2 separate regions of the Mus musculus genome follow, and region 2 is linked to region 1. The links are chromatin contacts, called in public Hi-C maps. All regions are on one chromosome and are shown on one strand. The core of a region is the stretch at or near the end of the contact, and the rest is flanking DNA. Distances in the headings are between cores, read along the strand shown.

Region 1 (2,820 bases), core at 181-2,680:
TATTCAGTACAAGACTAACATATATCCTCTTTTCTCTCTGTCTCAAATAGGATTTGGAATCACTTTAACCTTCATTGTCACTGTGGCTAGTTCTTTAGACTTTCCCAAAAGTTATAAATCTGACCTTTTTCCATGCCTTCAAAATAGACAGTGCCAATACAATTGACTCAGAAAAGTTATCCTCTTAAAAAGAAAGAACCATATGGCTAATTTCTAGTCAGCAGTCAACAATAGTAATACAATGCAAGAAGTTTCTTCTGCTTTCTCATCCATCTGTCAAAATTCCTAAGCTGACTTTGGTCCTTATCAAACTGTATGTAGATTTGTCTAAAATTCTTCACAGCTGACAAAGAGTTTCTTCCAAAAACTGTTTGAAATATCAAACAGACAGTCATTATGATTATTCATTATATCTATTTTGAAATCAGCCAATATTCATGATGCTTTATCTGACCAAGACTAACTGCCCACCCATCCCCTTAAAATGTGACTGAAGGAAGGCATTACTCATTCTTCCTATTTATTTTCTACTCTCTATATGCATTTAAACTTATTTAAAATTCTTTTATCATAAAACAAAAAACCCAAAACATAGTCACGGAACATTCCGTTGTTCAACTACAAATTCATCTTTTTCACTGTCACAATTAATCAGGAATAACTGTCAATAACTGTTCAATAATTTACTTCTTCCGTTTTTATAAACTCCATACATTTCAATGTTAATGAGAATTCTGTTTCCAAAACCTGGGGTCGGGGAGCACATATTCTGAGTCTCTTATGCTAAAACAGTGTTTCAATCAGTAAAGGCTGGCCTAAGCCTGGAGTTGAAAGGAAAACGTGGAGGAAACACCAACGTATTCAAATGTGTCCTACTTCCAATAAGCCGGGGCAATGACTCATGCTTCGAATTAACTGGTAAGAAGAGTCCTCGGATGTGACACTGGACACAGAAACTGAGCAATCCAGGCGGCTGAAATATCAAGAGTGCTTAAAAACTAAGGAAACTGGAAGGAAACCAATCAATCTTTTTGCGGAGAGAAATAGCAAATGGAGCCGGTCCGAGCGTTTAGAAGACAACTGCATTGGAAAAAGACCAAAATCAGACAAGGTGAGATACCGAAGTAACGAGAGAAGTGAGTGGACTATCTCCCAGGATTCTCAAGTCCTACAACTTTTAAATAACATTCCGAAACCGTAAGATTTATAAAACGAAAGTATTTCAAGAACTAAATCTCGGAAAGCGATTACCTAGCATGCAGAAGCCCTTAGTACAACCCCAGTTTTAAAAAGGAAGAAAGAAAATTCTCCAAAGCCGGGATACCTGGCGTAACACCTCGGCCCTGGCATTACGGGTCTGTTCTTTTCGCTCTTCGATACTGCTAGCACTTTCAAATCTTACACTAAACGCCTCCATAGTTGTTGCCGTCGAAAAGCAAGGACGCCGTCGGGAAACCTCGGTTTACGACTGTCGTAATTTAGAAACCGAATCTGCATTTCAAAATAGTAGGGAAGGGGCGTTACTATGCCAACAGAGCAGGCGCAGTTCCGAATGTTTCGCCTGTGAAAGGTTCAGCGGAAACTTGTAGCCTGCTGGAGAGTTGATCTTTCAGATGTACTAGGTTCGCTAAGCGCTGAGTTAATATAAACATGCGTTATTATGAGCCCTGCGATATATTAACTCATTTCTCAATAGGACTCTTAAAACACTCCAGTAAGCTAGAAGTTACTTACTTCCCCCTTCTTGCCTGACTTCCTGTGACTGTGCATCAACCTGAAGGGAACCTGATCAGAAAGTCAGAACGTGGGGGGAAAAGGGAAAAACAAAAATTGCTCTTAAGAATCAGTATAGGGGCTGGAGAGATGACTCAGTGGTTAAGAGCACTGACTGCTCTTCCAGATGTCCTGAGTTCAATTCCCAGGAACCACGTGGTGGCTCACAACCCTCTGTAATGGGATTGAACGCCCTCTTCTGGTGTGTCTGAAAACAGTGACAATGTACTCATATAAGTAAAATAAGTAATTAAAAAAAAAAGTTCAGTATTTTTCTTTGATGGGTGTCTTGAAATATATTTAAAACTGGGGTAGAGAGATGGGTCAGTGATTTAGGTGCTAACTGTTCTTGCAAAGGACCTAAGGCCACATCCAGGAACTCACAGGGATCATCAAAACCATCTCTAGCTCCATTTCCAGGAGATCTCCCTCTTCTGGCCTCCACAGGCATTGCAACTACATGATGACATAACACTCATTAAATAAATAAATAAATAAATAAATAAATAATTCTTAATTATTTGGAGGTCAAGACTTGGTGTTGCACAAGCCTGGGTGCAGGAAGAGTCCTCATCACCCAGAAGAAAGATGCCTTGGTTGTGTGGTTATCTCTCATAAAGAAAAAACAGTGACCTCTGTTGTATTTATTGCATCTTGCATAATTAAGTCTCTGTATCAAAAGACTAGCCCCATCTGTGCTTCATTTGATTCGCCCACTAGGATAGAAACAGGAAAGTTGAAATAAGCCATTTCTATCTCCTTTTGCCCATATCAACTCAGCAAATTTAAGATGACAAACTTGAATGGTTACAACCCCTTTATTTGATTCATTATGTTTGTGAGGCAGCACTCCAGTTTGTGCATCTGAAGCAAGGATAACCAGCCAATTCAGAGTTGATAGGAAGGGCTAATATACCTGCCCACGCATTACCAAAGGCACTCAAAAAGACTTGCCATGAAATATTGAAGGCTAAACGCACTGATGATTTTCGAAAACCTTGCTTCTCCGTAGGGAGAGCTTTGAAATTTCTTTTGTTGTTGTTGTTG
Region 2 (2,820 bases), core at 171-2,670, 580 kb before region 1:
ATATGCAAGTGAGCTTGGAAACCCACAAGAGCACAAGTATATCAGTCAGCATTCAGTGGTCATATAATGATCACATTTGGTCTAAAGCCAATCCTCTGCCACAGGACTCCATACCTAAATAGCAACAGGAGAGAGCAAGACACCCAGTAGTGTAGACAGGCATGTGACCACAGGTAGAACTACCACTACTTCTCAAAAGAACCTGCCCAGAACAATCAGGGCACAAGAACTGAGGAGGTGCCTGGGACAGTAGTCTTCTAGTTTCCCTCTGCACCCAGAGCTATTCCTGTACCACGGATCTACACACAAATACTACTAGGAGAGAGGTGATCTCGCAGGAGTGCCTACACACCTACAAGCACAGGTAAGACCAACACTTCTCTTTAAACTCCTGGCCCAAGAGGGACCCTCCCAGAGCCACCAGGACACAGGAACCAAGGATCAGTTGGGAACAGAATCCTTCTGGTTTCTATCTGAACCCCAGAGATTACCCTATACCACAGCTCTCCATACCTAAATTCCTCCTGGAGAGAACTGGTCTCCCAGAAGTACAGACACACAGGTTTGCAGGACAGAGAAGCCACAGTCAGAGACAGCAAGGAAGGTAAGCTAACACCTGAGATATCCAGATGGCAAAAGGCAAGCACAAGAACATAAGCCACAGAAACCAAGCCTACTTGGCATCATCAGAACCGAGTTTTCTCACCACAATGAGGCCTGGTTACCCCAAAACACCAGAAAAGCAAGACTGATGAAAAATCGCATCTCATTGTGATGATAGAGGACATTAAGTAGGATGAAATACAAGAGAACACAAGCAAACTGGTAGAAGACCTTAAAGAGGAAACAAAAAATCCCTTAAAGAATTACAGGACAACATAATCAAACAGGTGAAGGAACTGAAGAAAAGCATCCAGGATCTAAAAATGGAAACAGAGACAATAAAGAAATCATAAAGGGTGAGAGCACTGGAGATAGAAGACCTAGGAAAGAGATCAGGAGTCATAGATGCGAGCATCACCAACAGAATAGAAGAGATAGAAGAGAGAAGCTCAGGTGCGGAAGATACCATAGAAAACATTGACACAACAGTGAAAGAATATGCAAAATGCAAAAGGCTGATAACACAAAACATACAGGAAATCCAGGGCACAATAAGAAGACCAAACCTAAGGATAATAGGTATAGAAGAGAGTGAAGATTCCCAACTTAAAGGGATAGTAAATATCTGCAATGAAATTATAGAAGAAAACTTCCCTAACCTAAAGAAAGTCATGCCCATGAACATACAAGAATCCTACAGAACTCCAAATAGATTGGACCAGAAAATAAATTCCTCTGGTGCTCACATGCTACGTCCACTCCAGTGTAGTCTGCTTTGTAGGCCTAAAGGCCTGAAACCAGGCACGAGGTGAAGAGTTTCAAGGAAGCTTTGCCTCCTGGAACCTTGACATTTCCATATCCTGTATACTCAAACCCTGTCCCTGCAATAATCTGTTGTATGCTCTCTTTCAGTATTGTTTCATTATAAGTGCCTTTAAGGATTGATTTTTGACATAGCTAAGCCTCCACCAGTGTTCCAATGGTTCCTAGAAAATCCTTGAAGCCGGCATTGAGCTTGGAATTCAGTAAGCATTTTACCTATTCAGTAACATTCAAATTCACTTCTAGTAGAGACAGTGAAACTAATTAGGCATTACAAAGAACATAGCTAGAAAAGCTCAGGGCTGGTCTGCATAGTAATTACTTAGGACAATAGCCGAGTCACACCCAAACACAGGAATACACAATGGCCTAGCAAATAGGTGGGTTGTCTCATGAAAGATTTAGTGGAAGGGAATTCCCCTGGTTAAGGTTTCTTCACTAGGCCCAGAGGAATAGCATAATCAGGTATTTACTAAAGAACCCCTGGTGGTGGGTTTAACTAGCATTGTATTAGAGCATTCACCTGGCTCTGGTGTTTAGCTGAACTTTTAAATTAAGTGGTAAATGTGGCCTGGTTCCCAAGATCTTTTGATGTATGCATTCCTTTTGTTTTGTGTCACTGTAACTTGGCAGATGTGTTTGCCTGTTGTTTTTTTTTTTTTTGTTTTGTTTTGTTTTGTTTTGTTTTGTTTTGTTTTGTTTTGTTTTGTTTTCTGTATTAAAAGTCTGATATTCGTTTGGCAAAAATACATTCAGATATAACACACTCTCTCATGTCGTGTCTGTTTGTCACCCCCTTCTCTCTGACTCCTTGCCCACCTGCAACCAGAAACTCATTCCCTGCAGATAGGAGACCCAATAGAGGTTAGACTGAGGCAGTCACATAATAGTAAAAATCATAATAAAAATCATAATGAAAAATCAAAACACCAAATGCACTAAACAAAGAAATATTAAAAGCAGTAAGGGGAAAAGTTCAAGTAATATATAGAGGCAGACCTAAGAGAATGACATCAGACTTTTCACCAGAGACTGAAAGCTAGAAGATCCTGGGCAGATCTCATTCAACCCCAAAGAGAACACAAATGCCAGCCCAGACTACTATACCTGGAAAAATTCTCAATTACTATAGATTGAGAAACCAATATATTCCATGGCAAAACCAAATTTACACAATATCTTTCCACAAATCAAGCCCTACAAAGGATAATAGGTGGAAAATGCCAATGCAAGGAGGGAAACTATGCCCTAGAAAAAGAAAAAAAATGTAATCTTCTTTTAAATAACCTGAAAGATTACCACACAAACATAAAAATAGGATAAAAATATCAGGAAGCAACAATCACTGTTCCTTAATATCTCCTACCATCAATGGACTCAATTCCCAATTAAAAA

The links. A called contact is a pair of places that touch in the nucleus more often than the background predicts.
Region 2: a Hi-C map of embryonic stem cells shows a contact between it and region 1, with 6 times the contacts expected there. The contact joins the enhancer-like site here to the promoter of Cwf19l2 in region 1. A contact is called at or near these places in 1 of 39 promoter capture datasets (stem cell-derived epiblast-like cells), 1 of 484 Hi-C or Micro-C datasets (embryonic stem cells) and 1 of 115 datasets of contacts at active chromatin or transcription factors (embryonic stem cells).

What each region holds. Positions count from the first base shown.
Region 1 is chr9:3,402,695-3,405,514 of GRCm38.p6, reverse strand. It overlaps Cwf19l2 (CWF19-like 2, cell cycle control (S. pombe)), which reads right to left and starts at 1,430. Exons shown (of 18, transcript NM_027545.2): 1 at 1,325-1,430. The coding sequence starts at 1,417.
Region 2 is chr9:3,987,196-3,990,015 of GRCm38.p6, reverse strand. No RefSeq gene overlaps it. Among named protein-coding and RNA genes, the nearest start is that of Gm45957, 150 kb to the left of the region's middle. Within about 2 kb of position 1,420, at least 12 of the 459 cell types and tissues checked have an H3K27ac peak or open chromatin away from gene starts, as enhancers often do. A contact at or near this core is called in embryonic stem cells and stem cell-derived epiblast-like cells, where this site is marked.